Regions from separate parts of the Rattus norvegicus genome. Here all the other regions are linked to region 1. Evidence: chromatin contacts called from public Hi-C data. All regions are on one chromosome and are shown on one strand. The core of a region is the stretch at or near the end of the contact, and the rest is flanking DNA. Distances in the headings are between cores, read along the strand shown. Region 1 overlaps Dock4 (dedicator of cytokinesis 4). Region 2 holds the start of Dock4 (dedicator of cytokinesis 4). Region 3 overlaps Dock4 (dedicator of cytokinesis 4).

Region 1 (4,736 bases), core at 1,332-3,831:
GGTGCTCTTACTAGGATAAGAATGGAATTTTAAAATGGAAAATAATAGTCAAAAGAAAATGTTGAAGTGCTTTGATCATGTCATCCTCTGGTTAGCATAGATTTATGTCCAGCTCTTGTCTTTAGCCGATAAATTTACTTTGGGTAAGACTGTGAAAGTCAATAATTTTGGATGCCTCTATTGTTTCTTTATTTGACATGCACTGATTTATGTGTTGGTCCTGTCCATTTTCTCTATAATTTTTAGCCATTGGCTAACCACTTGCTTGGAATAAAAGCATGAAAGCATTTCCCCAGTTGATAGGGTATCTTTGAGGCAGCAGTCACAATCAGCAGACCCTGCTTATGCTTCTCAGTCCTTCTGCATGTTAGGAGAGCCCGGCAGGAAGGGCCAACCCCTTTCCAGATCCCAGGAGACATGATGATGATTAACTTTAATGGTCAACTTTACTGGATTTAGAACCAACCAAAAGGCAAGCCGCTTAGGCACTCCTGTGGGGAGTTCTCTTAATCTGATTATTTGACTCATCAAGACCTGTCTTAAATGTGGATGGTGCCTCTCCTTCAGCAGCATAGATAAATGAAGGTACAAGGGAGCTTTGCCTTTGCCTACTTGTGTTCACTCTTACTGAGACATTCATCTACCATGGTGTTGGCTCTGGCATATCAGAATTGCTGTGTTCTCCAGTTCTGCCCATATTTGTGTAGTGTCAAAATTAATGTCATAAATTTGTGGCTGCCCAAAATGACAATATTTAAGGATATTCAACATCTTATAACCCAAGTTGTTGGCAATATTTCAGTAGATTGGTTCCTGTGACTTCCCCGAGCAAACAACTCACAGGATCTAATATAGATTTTATGGCTCGGTAGCTGGATTTCCCCCTGAAAATTCTCCCTTGCTTTGAGCAAGTTCTAAGGCATCCATCATCATCTTCTGGCCACTGAAAGTCCTGTACCCAGTATAGTGGCAACAGGATGTGGAGCCGGTGGAATATTGAGAGGAAGGGGCTCTCATTGACTGGCATTAGTACTTCTATGAAATAGGCCGCCAAAGATCTCTTACTCTCCACCATGTGCCAAAATAGTTGACCTGAAATTAAGATCTTCATTTGAATTTACATACACTTCAAAATATTCCTAGTAGAACACAGCCTCATAGAGGCCGAGATCAGGAGCCAGCAGGATCCTTTTCTTTGCTGCCTTTGCATAAGGTAGTAGTGTCGACTTCACAGAAAATTCATTCTCCATTTTTCACATTTCTATCTTCTCTTTTTAAATGTCAGATGTTACCTTCTTATAACTAGCTTGTATAGCCATGTTCTTTTTCATCACTGTCTTTGTGATTTATCTGGTTTGTTCTCTAACAATTACAATTAAAAAGAAGGAAATTCCAGTCAAACACACAAGAAGGGCTAAGCAGGAAGTTGGGTAGATGAGCATATTTTTTCCTAGAGTGGATCTTCAGTAATTTGAACTACCTACTACATACATAGTCTACTTAAGTCTTAATGTTACATTTTAAGATGTCCTATGCTTAGTGACTAGTGACTACTTGATAAGAATTCATTTTTATGAATGATAAAATAAAAATTAGAAAATTTATATTGTCAGTTATAAGATACATAGTGGAAGCTTGGTTCATGGTCTCCTAGTGCCAGATAAAACAGCAGGAAATTGGAAGTGTTTGTCAAACCCTAAGAGAGTTTTATAATTTACCCTGGCTTTGTGGACAAGGCTCTTAAGGTGCTTTCCAAGTCCTTATTAAACAGGACTCTTAAGTGCTTTCTCATTTTTCTCTAACAATGTGAGAGCCTCTCTGTGCTTTAGAATACAGCCTTAGCATAATGCCTTAGAAATGCAATAGTTATAGTTCCGGGAGAACGTATGAGTTCTTTGAATTTTTTGCACGAGTTACCAAAATATAAAAGGGGTTGGGTATTCAATTTGAAAGAAAAGTAAATATAACCTAGAGAAAATCAGAAGTGCTTAAGAGATGAGGTTTGGGCATTGTTATGCTAATTCGTGAGAAGAGAAGGGGAGTTGCCAGGGACTGCTTTGTGTGTTTGCTTCCAGTCCCTGTGCCCAGGGCAACCTGCTGAGATTGGTTCTGATCTTCTAAAACAATTTGTGATATTAAGTTTAATCCCTCATTATTTCTTACCTATATTATTAAAATTACGCATGATGAGTAGCCTCCCTGTCCTTTTCTATGCTACTACCGGATCTTTGTTTTGCTAGGAATATTTTAAAATAGGTATGAATGTTTTAATATCATGGCTGAGTTCATATAGAAAGCCTAATTCTAGCCTCACTGTTGGACTTACTTATTTTGGAAAAAAAGGGCAAATGAAACAGTTTGGAGACTTTTCTCAGCATATTCATATCTTTAAATGCTGACTTTTATGAAAAAGAGTTTCAGACCATTAGAGTTTAGCAATCAAAATTTATGAAACCCCTCTTTAAGAAAATAAAAGAAATGAGGATTGTTATACATAGACCAACTGTATACTTCCTTTCCTGTCCCAGCAGTTCAGTTTGCAGATCCATTTGTAACTATCTTGGGGTTGTAATATGCCCTTTAACTCGTGTGTGAAAATCTTGTTGCATGATTAGCACATCTATTCTTAGCTCAGGTATTTGTAGCGTCCTTATTTATAGAACGTACATTTTTAACATCTTGTAATCTTTCTTCCAAACTTTTGTAGAAACTCAGAATAGAAAATAAAAACCAATAGTACAGCTGGGCGTGCTGGCACACTCCTTCAACCCAGCAGTCAGGAGGCAGAGGCAAATGGAACTCTGTGAGTTTGAGGCCAGCCTGGTTTACATAGAAAGTTTCAGGCTAGCCAGAACTACATGGCGAGACTTTGTTTGAAAAGGAAGGGTTGTAAAGTACAAGATTAGGTATAATAAGTGGCTTATATGTCATAAGTTAACATTTTCATCAATATTGTGATTCTGTTTACACTTTAATTGGATTTATTAATGAAATTTTAGATGAAGGGGTAGGTTTTTTTTTTTTAACAAAGCATGGTAAAGTTGATGTCCCTTGAACATCATTGGAATATTTTGTATTATATATTTGATTTATTGATTTACAATTTCAATTCAGTTGCCCACTGAAGACATTCTATTATATTTTCTTGATAGACTACTGTGTTGCTAGAAAAAAATAGATTTCAATAATTTTTAAATAAATTGTGTTTTTTTCAAATCTTGGTATAGTCAAGTATGTAACCCATTCTTCTGCTACAAATATGAATAAGTGTTCAAAGACTGCATTGTGGTCAGTGACCACACTTACCTGCTGTATTCAAGGTTCTGGGATTAATCCAGTATGGGGTTAGGGCGGAAGGTGCAAATGTGGTAAGAAACGCAGAAACAGAGTTTGAAGAAAGAGAAATCTTGCTACTATATCTAAATATAGGCTCAAATCTAAATAAAATTTAAATAATTGATCTGAGAAGATGGGGCTGTGAGAGGAGGCAGAGAGTGCTTAAGTTGAATGGACCCAAAAATGTGAGATGAGGCTTAGGACCAAATACATAGTACCTAGAAGCGATTTCTCCTGAACCTTAGAAAGCTGTTCTCTGACTTCCCAAGGCAATGTGTAGAATGGTTCTTCTTTGATACATTGACCTTTACGCCCTTGGTCTGGATTTATGTTAATAGTTGAGAAGAATCCGTTCTTATAAAATTTAAATTTTGTGTGTAAAGATAAAACTAATCCCAGCTGAGTAGTCTAAAATCTGTGTAAATATGTAGCCAGTGTACATTCAAATGAGTAGGATTTCTGTGCAGGGAAACAACACTCAAGATGAGTTATGATAACAGTGAAAATAGTGAGCTGCCAATCAGAGGAAGCAGGTTCAGCCAATGAAGATGGCATCCTAGGAGTCTAGACAAGAAACTGACAAGAAAAGGCTAAGCTGGAATTCAGGACAGGATAGTCATAATGTAAAATAAGATTTTAAAACTAATGCATAAAAAAATACTGATTGAATTTGTTACACACTCGCCTAATGCATTTTAAAAAACAAATAGAAAAACTGTATCATCTTGGTGCTTAGATTCTGTGACAGTCCTGGGTAGAATGAAAGTTCTTCTTTAATTCTTAGTAAGGGAATGAGCACAGCTGGGAAAAAATGAATCGCTATGCTGATGTTAAAGCTAATTCCATCACAATTCTGCACAAAGGGAAAAAGAAATGGAAAAGTCTACATAAACACTTAGAAGATGGAGAGAAGTGAACGGGAAGGCCAGTGAGTGTCTAATAGGGCTTACAGAGGTGCTGCGAGTAAAAGGAAAGTGCCATTTTGGGGGTCCGTTCGGCTCACGCACTCTCTTTGAATGTTACTCTGAATGTTAAGGACTGAGGCACTGGAAGTGCTCAGATGAAAGGAATCCTTAAGAGAGAACATACAATTCAAGTTGTATCTTGATAAGTTATGGAACCGCAGAGCACAAAAGCCCGAGCTAAAACCCAGGAGGAAACTACTGCTTACCTCTCTGCCCTCCAGTGTAGTCTTAGCAGTTGTAAAGGTCTGAACATCATAGTGTTGCAGAATTGCCTAAGGAAGAAGGCCAACTCTGCATTCTACACTCATCACACTATGCCTTCCATGTGAGAATGATTCCAATTTCAAAATAATTCTAATTTCAAATAAAGTCATAGAAAACCTACCACTCATGCCCACAGAAAGAAATGGGAGTGACCATAGAGAAAGAAGAAGA
Region 2 (4,736 bases), core at 873-3,372, 240 kb before region 1:
CACTTTTTGAAAATATTGGGTAAAGGATACTTGGTTATTATTGGGGAATATTCATGATGAGTACTTTTAAGACAGAAAACTGGTATCTACATAAAAATTACACAAGCTTAATACTGGACAAAGTAATACTTTACTGGATCAATCTATCCATCTATATACATATGTATCACACACACACACACACACACATATAAACAAATCCACTCTCTGTAATGCTATTGAAAATCAGAGTGACTTTATACATTTATTAAGAGGGGACTGGCTAGAGTATGGAATATCTGTTCTATGGAACCTGAGTGTAGTCACTAAATGTTACAAAAAATGTTGATAAAGAAATATCTTTGATACACAAGAGGGAGAAGAAAGTTGTAGATCTTTGAGTTTACAAAAATTATCCCTTTAATTATCCGTCATTTAAAAATGAGTTATACAATGTATATTATAAAGAAATATGTCAAAATTTGCATCACTTTTGTCTTTATAAGTGGAACTGTGTAGTGGAGAGACTTAATATTTTTTTAAATCTGAATACCTCTGAATGAACTGCTTGAAATATAATGAATTGTAATTGTAAGGTAATTCATTATGCTTTGGAGGTATTTATAAGTTCTCAAATAAATTAACCCATGAGAAAAATTATCGAAGCTTCCAACTTTATATCTTAAAATGGTAGCTCTGTGGAATTTTGGTAATCTGGAAAAGCTTAACAGTCTGTTATAGAAGTATGGGATATATGGCAAACCCACTGATAGGTTGCTTAGATGATAGGAATTTCACCTAGGGGAAGTGGGAAGAAATTGCACTTCATTTCTCTGCTACTGAGATAAAAACTTCATACTAAAAGCTGTGAAAGGAAAAAACATCAACAAGGACTGAGACACAAATTAACCCCCAAATCCTATCCATTTACATAAGAGAACTTGCTGTGCTAAATTATATACTTAAAATGGGTGGGGAGTGGAGCTCGACTAAAAGAAAGGTAGTCTACGAAAGTTTGATTTTTGATCTCTATAGTGGAATTGAAGAAAACACCAAAATCAGGTAGATACAAAGTAGTTGTGATGAGTTTCAAAACCCTCTTTTAAATATTCTGTGAAGGCGGGAGTGCATTTAATTCTCTTTTTCCTCTTTCTCTTACGACTTAGGACGTAAGATTTCCCAGGCTCCAGGGTCAAATGATTCCTGAGATACACACATCCTTTCCCTTTGGAGAGGACTCCAAAGAGCAACCCGCAAGTACTGGAGAACAGTGACGTGACTAGTCTCCAACTTGGAAACCCGCCCCAAACTACATAAAACACCTTCCCAAAAACAAATTCAGCAAACTGAGGATACTAGTCAGGAAATAGCGCCTAATCACAGCATTACAATCACACACGTGCGACCCAGACCTGACCCACACCCACTCGTGGGCAAGTGCAAAGCACATAATTCCAAACCGGAACAAAGCAAAAGGAGCTTTCTCAGAGGCCGGGAAGGCAGTTCTTCACATTTTCTCGTCCCACCCAAAACAGCTTCAGCTTGGCAACCGCCCTCTGCCCCACCCAATCTCTGTGGGTTCCGCCCGCGGCTTTTTGCCTGGCATTGCCAAGGTGGTCTCCTAGCTGACCAGCTTCTAAGGTCTGAGCGGCTGCCAGCTGCACCCCGGGCACAGAAAAAGAAAGACAGATCACACGCACCCAAGGGACAGCGCACTCACCTTCATGATCGATGTGCCCGATTCCGCCGCGGACCCCGCGGACCCGGTCTTCCCGGGGGTCCACACCAAGCCCCTGGGCCTCTGGAGCAGCCATTACCTGAACCAGTTGAAAGGGGCGGGCCGCAGGCGGGGCGAAGCGGGGAGATAACCAATAAAAACGCGCCTGGGGTCGCATGCCGACCCACTGAGAGAGTTTCTACACGCCTGGGCTGTGCCGTCACATTTTGGACCAATCGAATGTGATGAGCCTAACTAGTTGCCCCGCCCCCAACCGCTGTAGCCACGCCCCCTTCCGGGCCCGGGAGAGTAAGAACTACAACTCCCGGCATGCCGCGAGGCAGTGGGGAGGCAGCGCTGGATGGGCGCTGACGGGCGGGGGTGCGCCCGCGAGTGCCCCGGCGTGTTCGCTTAGTTCAGTGAATCAGAACAATGACTGCGCCGCCGGGTCCCCGAGAGCGCGTCGCAGGGCTGTGAGCAGCCGCGGCCGGCAGAGCAGCGGGCGGCTCCGTCTCGTCCGTGTAGTGTCAGTGTCCGCTCGGGAGCCCCGGGAGAAGCCCCTGCCCAGCGCCGCAGCCCGCGCGATCTGCTGTGCTCCAGCGCCGCAGCTGCTCTTCGGGAGCCGTGCATTGTTGTGAGCCACTGGAGGGGCGCGGGGATTGCATAGCCCGGAGCCCCTCAGCGCCCTTTATAGCCATGTGGATACCTACGGAGCACGAGAAATACGGCGTGGGTGAGTGCTCGCGGGCGAACTTTTACCACGCTCCGGTCCTTGCCCCCACGCAGCTCGCTCCGCGCCAGGCTGCAAATGCCAGGTCTTGGCATTGCACAGCGGGTCCCAGGCTTGGCCACACCGGCCTCCGGCTGAGGGGCGCGCGCTAGGGTTTCGCTCCTCACTGCGCACTCGGCGCTTCTCGAACCCGATCCCGGAACGTCGGGACAGCCACTCCGGGCTCTGCTGGCAGAGTTTGGAGTGGCCGCGGGGTGTGTTGCGTGTCAAGTTAGAAGGGGAAGCCAACAGGATTTCTCTCCCTTCTACCCCTGCTGGCCCACGGAGGCAGAGAGCTGGCAGTGGGCTGCTAGGATTTCCCGGGGTGATGAGGGAGACTAGGAACCCGCAGCTAGAATACTCCCAAACAGTAGGGAGGCGCGAAGTCCCTGCGGTTGGGGTCGGCTTTCCCAGAGTGCAGAATGTGGCACCCCTAGCCCCTGTGACAGAGGGAGTCGGGACGCAGCCTCCTTTCTCCCTCGCCTCCCGGGTGTTTGGGGTGTGTGTTGTGAGCAGGGGGGGGTGGTAAATTTCAACATCTGTGCTGCTGCGCTCTTTGGTCCTTGGAGGGGAACCTAGATTTGGGCAGCGTTTTTACTTCTGGCCACCTTCTCTACCAGGGGATGAGCGCAGTGGGGGTCATAGAGGCCGGCTGGAAAGTGACAAGGGAGGGGAGAGTCAGAAAGCCTGGTTCTTAAATTCTGGGAGGCAGCTTTAGGAGAGGACTACCCTGGCACTGATTTGGGAGAGAAAAAAAAGAACAGGATAGCATTCACTGTTCTGTGCAAAGGTGAACAACAAAGGACATTAATGTTGACTGATGAATACAGGAGGCTCCCTTCCCTTCCCTTCCCTTCCCTCCTCCCTTTTCGGTAGGATTACAGTTCCCGTTTTTGTTGTTTGATTTCAGCTGGGTTCCCTCCATCCCCCCCAGTCCCCCCCCCCCCTTTGACAGTCACTCCTTTTAGGGTTGAGACTATTAAGAAGCCAGGCTCACTGACAAGCCCGAATTGGCCAAATGCAATTATAACCTCCCAGAAGGTCTAACAGAAAGAAAGCATTATAGATTTTACTGACAATCTTCATTTCCTATAATGCCCCGTCCTGCCGATTGGCATTCTTGTTTTTATTGTGGACGGACCTAGTAATTTGTATGATACAGAGACGTATTTATGTTCTGACTTCATTCTCCTGTAATTTAAAAAATCTGGAAAACCTTTCAAAGGAATCCTAATCACTGGAGATTTTACCTCCCCTACTTTGCCTAGGGATTGGACTTTATCTACTGAAGGGACTCTGATTAAACAAAGTCATATTTTACATGAGCTTCCTTCCTGGACTGTGACTGGTTAGTAAGACAATAGTTTGTCGTGTGCCCACCTTTGAGAAGGGTTTCCAGCTTCTAAGTCTAAGGGGAGCCCTTGCCAAAGGGCTCGCTCTCCCAGAGTGCTGTAGATAGAGCTTGTTTTCCTCTCCGTTCTCTCCTCCTTTTTGGGGATCAGATAACCCCTGCGAGGGAAAAGGCATTTCCTTGTCTGAGGGATGAGGAACCAGAGGGCATTGCCTCCTAGGCAGTCTTGCCACCTGGTGCAGGAACCTCAGATCCACCCAGGCAACACTGTCCGTCCCGCTTAGAGTCAATCCCAGGGGTTGTTTTCTTGCAAGTGTTAAATGATACAGATTATGGATGACATTTATTTTCTAGATTTCCTTATGTGCCAGGTCACAGCTGGGTGCTGATATCGATTAGTTTTTCTCTCTCGCCTTTCTTTACAAGCTGTGGGCAGAGGCTTAAAAACCACTCTGGGATTTCCTGGAATGGCAACCGGATATGATCAGTCAAGTGTTTTGAGCTTGCTGCAGACACCAAGGCTTGGGATGCAGAGTGGGGTAGGGAGGTGAGAGGGTGTGCCTGTTTGGGAAAGGGAGGTAGGAGGTGAGATGAGAGGTGAGAGCACAAAGTGAGCTTCTGCCCCAAATTGTTGCCGAGGTTCTCATTTATGCAGTATCACATACTCAAGAATGTTAATCACTGTTTATTACTAAGTTTTGAGCATTTGGCTTGCGGAATGCTTGGTTGTTTTTGAGAACCCATCTGTTAGGCGGGTGTGTGGTGAAAATTTTGCTAGGATACTTACGCATGGACTTTCATTTCTCACCATGGTGAGCAGTATCCGGAGCTGCTTAGACTGCAAAGTGTTTAAAAAAAATTTCAGATCTGAGTTATTGTTTCCTATTATTTCAGAGAATATAAGTTATGTTTGGCTCATA
Region 3 (4,736 bases), core at 938-3,437, 170 kb before region 1:
CAGATGGCCAAATGTCCTGTTTATCTCCCAGGCTTTTCCCAGTTAAGTTCCACTCTTTTGTTCATGATACCTAGAAAGCCTTTGGGGATGATAGTCTGTGCTTCCGTAATTGTATTGGGCCTGAGTTCAAGCTGATCTGTGCCTTTGAAACTGTGCAGCAGAAGCCTCTTCAGGATTCTCTGTAGTTACTAAGCGACCGTGGAGAAAATGACCTATAGTTCCCAAATAGGGAGACAGTTTACATGGATTTAAGAGATCCCATCAAAGTCACATGCTGCTGTGGCTGGCACTCTACCACTTTGCTGATGGTCTGAGAACTGCCACCCTCCCCACCTCCCACCCCCTTTTATCTTAGCCCTCAACAGAGATATTAATAAATCTTTCCAAAATGAGATGCTGACAGTGTCTTAGGCCCATGCTGATAATGATCATATGAAGGGTCTTTTGTCTGCTTTGTCCTTTTACCTCCAGATCCTGGATGCTGTCCCCATAGGGACACTGGTCTCTTTCCAGGGGTGGGATTTATATCCTCTCACCCCTACGCCACTAGATGAGTTGAAACCCTGAAGGTTGTTACAGCTTTTCTTTGTTCTTTTTCCTCCCCTTTCTCTTGTGTCTTGTGGATTTACAGCTGCCCTGTTACGTGTTTAAGAGCAGGGATTATGGCGCGTTGCCTCTCGTTATTTTTACGTTTTGGCTTTACAATCAGTTGGCACCATTTCATGCACCTAATGAATGTTGCAATAAATATAAGTGCATGAATGGCACTAATAATGTATTCGCAGTTTCTCGTGTTGTATCTTGCATGTATGCATTCATTGTGCCATTTAGTCATCCAGTCAAAAAGAAAAACCCATTCATTAAGAATCACTGCGCCAGGGGTTGAAGATGCTAAGGAGGAATCAAACACAGTTGCTGTGCTCAGGACGCACACAACTTATAATAGATTAGTTCTTCTTTGTCTAAGAAAGCCATGGGTAACTAAGCCGTTCAACTGGAGAATGACCCATGTCTGTCGAATTGACACTCCTGACTCCTCTGATGTACTGGTTTCTTTTGCCCTACCATGGTATTCAGGGGGTCACTCGCTTCCATATACTTGGGTGTTCTGTTTGTGCAACTCAAACTGATCAGTCATGGGCTAAAGCACATTTCAAAATAACCTTGAACGCTGAAAGGGAATTGATCTTGTCCAGCATGCAGCATCCAGCTCACGCTGGGAGCACTAGATTATCTCAAAACACAGAAGACATCTCAAACCTAAGAAGGGACAGGATCTCATTTGTTAGTTCTAAGACATGTTTACAGCAGATGGCTTACCGTTTCCTTGATACTGTGTAGGTTTTCACCATTATAAGCCCATGTATTTCAAAGCTAACTTGACACTGGGAGAAATGGCTCAATTTATTGTATAAAATACTGGAAGTCAAATAGATTTATTTTTTGGTAACTTTTACTGATGTAATGACTCAACATACAATAAAGACTGTACTTCAGATACTGTGAGTTACTGCCTGAGTAAATTCAGCTTCACAGTGCCATTAATATTTTATTGCCACTGTGAATAGGCTGTTAAATTTAAATCAAGAATTATTGGTTCCTTTTGGTAGGACACACATTTTTTACACACACCCTGAACATTTAACTGTTTTCCATACTCACCGAATTAAAAAACATGGCCCAAGTGATTACAGATTAGTTTTGAGAAAGGGCAGATTGAATCAAAAAACAGATATGATTAGGGAATATGCTTAATGAGATTGTTCTAGCATTTCTGTATTACTTAGGGTAGTGACATAATTCGTCACTTCATTAGTTCTACTTTTCCAAAGGGTCTACGAACTCTGCTTAGGCAGGAAAACAAAGCATCATGCTATATCGTTCGTGCATGTTATGTTTCTATTACCAACTAAAATACATTCCTGTGAGGAAGAGAAATGATGAAAGTATCTTCAAATAGAAAGAGATGCTAAGACTTTCTGTCATTTGTGGAGGGAGCACAGGCATGCTTTGCTTCAGCTTTAAGGCTCATCTCCCACAGCGAGCTCTAGAGCCCTTCAGGACCTTTCTTCTTTCCCAGGGTCACCACCCTTAGATACGTTATATTGTCTCCACTGTCCTGTAGGGCAGTCTGAGCTGGGGTGCTATCCATTCCTCTGGTTTCCTGGCTGTCTCGCACTTCCTACTTGTGCCAGGTGACCTCTTACTGAGCCTTCAAACTCCACTCAAATTTCCCTTGGAGGATAGAGCCTCTCCTGACCTTTCTGGGGAGAATTAAGAATTATCCACTTTGAAGTGTGGATATGTTCATAGTCCTGTTATGTTGGATAAAGAGTCCAAGGACTTGATGCTGGAGAACAGCTTTCCTGAAAGCCCGAGAGTAGGGGTATGTGAATACATTTGCTTTTGCCCATTTTTGAGGTCTGGAACAGGGGTTATCCGCTGTTTGTAGCTTGAATAAACTAGTGGAAATCCCAGTCTCATCAAAGGAAGAACTTGTTCCTGTAGTTTGTAGTTTTCTCCTTATAGAGCTAAGCCCTAGCATGGGAACCCCCTCCCCTTTTACCCTCTGTCCTCCCAGGCTTCCTTTCTTTTGGCATAATTACAGGAATAGGAGATTCCTTAGCTGTCAGGAGTCTCATGTGTCCTTTGGCCAGCTCTCCTGGCGGGGAGATCTTGTAATTGTAGTAGAATATCAAACCAGGACATCAGCATTGGTGCATTACTGTTAAAGCAGACTACTCGTTCTGTTGGCGTCCGTGTGTATGAATGCTACGTCCTGCACATAGATTCCTGTAAGCATCACAGTGAGAATACAGAATGGTTACACATACCACAGAAGGCCTCCTCCGTACCACTGCTTTGAGGCTGCCCTACCTCTCTGTTGGTTCCCAATTCCTAATGAATATTGGCCCATTCTCCATTTCTGTAATTTTGTCATCTATGACTGCTATGAAATGGATTATACTACATATAACTTTTGGAGATGAGCCCCGAACCCCCAGTAACTATAATGCCTTGAATTCAAGGCATTGATGAGAATTCAATCCTTTGCATGCTGGGTTTTCTATACTATAGTATAGAAAATACTATGAGTAGAGCAGAATTGGTTAACCTTTTCCTTACTCAAGAAATTCAGGTTGTTTGTAGTTTGGAGTTGTTACAAGTAAAAGTGTTACAAACCTTTGTATGCAGGTTTTTGTTGCATATACATTTTAATTCTCTGAGAGAAATGCCTACAACTATCTTTCTAGGTCAAAAGTGCATATTCAGTGTTATAAGAAACTGCTAAACTATTTCCTGCCGTGATTTTTCCATTTCACTCTTGTACTAGCAATGTATGAGAGAGATGAGTGGTTAAGGTACCAGTATTGGTAACTCTGAGAGGGTCCACCTGGGTGCGGCGTTCAGACTCTTCTAGGATCAAGGAAGGGCAGTGCTGGACTACTCTATTGCCACGGGGTAGCAAGGAAGTTTTTTAATGCTATGTATGCTGTGGTGTTTGGCTAACAATAATGCTTTAAATAGATGAGCTGTTATAGCTTTTGCTTTCTATACAAACACTGAGTACATACTGTTTGGTGAGGTAAGGCTGAGTTTATTTTATTGTTATTGTTCGGTATTTATTTCTTAGAGATTTAATTTGTGTGTGTGTGTGTGTGTGTGTTGTGTGTGTGTTGTGTGTTGTGTGTGTGTGTGTTGTGTGTGTGTTGTGTGTGTGTTGTGTGTGTGTGTATGTGTGTGTGTATGTGTGTTGTGTGTGTGTGTGTGTGTGTGTGTGTGCACATGATTGGGAGTGGCCATGGAGGCTGGAATCTTTGACTCTCCCTGGAGCTGGAGTTCTAGGCAGTAGTGGGTGAGCTGCTCTGACACCTTAACCACCAAGATATCTCTGCTCCCTCTTGTACAGTAATTAGCCGATATCTAGTGAGAGAATATCAGACATTAAGGAGGCACCGCAGGGTGAGGTAGGAAATTGGCAGTGAGTAGAAGCTAGTCATCATAGCTCTGGTTATCTCTTCAGGTTCTGTTTAGTCTCTAATATAGAGAGGATAATGCTTAATTCTTTGGACTTCTGTGATACTAAGTAATATAAATAACATATCCTGGGCTATGGGTAGAACTTAGAGATTGTCTATCTTGAAAATCACAATTATAATTTTAAATACACTTTGCTGTTGATTGGACATACCTCATACTTCCTTTCATTGACGATTCTGTAAGAACGGTGGTGAGGCTGATTGGAAGCATCCTGAGTACAGTGCCATGCTCAGTACGGATGAACTTCTTTGCCTACCATGGAAGTTTCACGGGGATCTGCTTGACTACTCTTGTAGTGTCCACTGTTTTAGAGAATAGCAACCAAAGCTCAGAGAGGTGGTTAACTTCATGGAGGCCACACATATCCTGAGGAACTAGAATTCTCACCTAGACAGTCCTTCGGTTCAGTCGTTCCTTAGTGCCAGACTGTCGTGGGATGCAGTTACCCATGTGGTTCAGATTTGGTGCCCATAGCTCTGCATGGGGTACCTCAGATATCTTTGCTGTATGCCCTGGGGGCCACCCTGCAAGGAAGAACAACAAAGCTGTATCTAGAGGCCTTTGGCAATAACCACTCAAACAAAATGACCTTGTGTTTCAGAAAGCAAGACTGACTACATTGGTATTTTTTAAATAGCCGGTTGGATTTTTGAGAGGCAGGATAATTACCGTAAATGACACGATAGAGCTGGTTT

What was found. A called contact is a pair of places that touch in the nucleus more often than the background predicts.
Region 2: a Hi-C map of Schwann cells shows a contact between it and region 1, with 4 times the contacts expected there. The contact joins the promoter of Dock4 here to the enhancer-like site in region 1. A contact is called at or near these places in 5 of 12 Hi-C or Micro-C datasets (the A7r5 cell line, the Rat2 cell line, Schwann cells and 2 more) and 1 of 1 datasets of contacts at active chromatin or transcription factors (oligodendrocytes).
Region 3: a contact with region 1 is called in a Hi-C map of psoas muscle, with 2.4 times the contacts expected there. The contact joins two enhancer-like sites. A contact is called at or near these places in 4 of 12 Hi-C or Micro-C datasets (the Rat2 cell line, hepatocytes, kidney and 1 more).

The regions. Positions count from the first base shown.
Region 1 is chr6:63,475,405-63,480,140 of GRCr8, forward strand. All of the region lies in intron 12 of Dock4 (dedicator of cytokinesis 4), which reads left to right. Among named protein-coding and RNA genes, the nearest start is that of Dock4, 240 kb to the left of the region's middle. Within about 2 kb of position 2,582, at least 3 of the 93 cell types and tissues checked have an H3K27ac peak or open chromatin away from gene starts, as enhancers often do.
Region 2 is chr6:63,238,014-63,242,749 of GRCr8, forward strand. It overlaps Dock4 (dedicator of cytokinesis 4), which reads left to right and starts at 2,123. Exons shown (of 53, transcript NM_001427091.1): 1 at 2,123-2,429. The coding sequence starts at 2,393. Zfp277 (zinc finger protein 277) reads right to left here and starts at 1,818. Exons shown (of 12, transcript NM_001399663.1): 1 at 1,700-1,818. The coding sequence starts at 1,793.
Region 3 is chr6:63,303,609-63,308,344 of GRCr8, forward strand. The region is part of intron 1 of Dock4 (dedicator of cytokinesis 4); the gene reads left to right. Among named protein-coding and RNA genes, the nearest start is that of Dock4, 66 kb to the left of the region's middle. Within about 2 kb of position 2,188, at least 3 of the 93 cell types and tissues checked have an H3K27ac peak or open chromatin away from gene starts, as enhancers often do.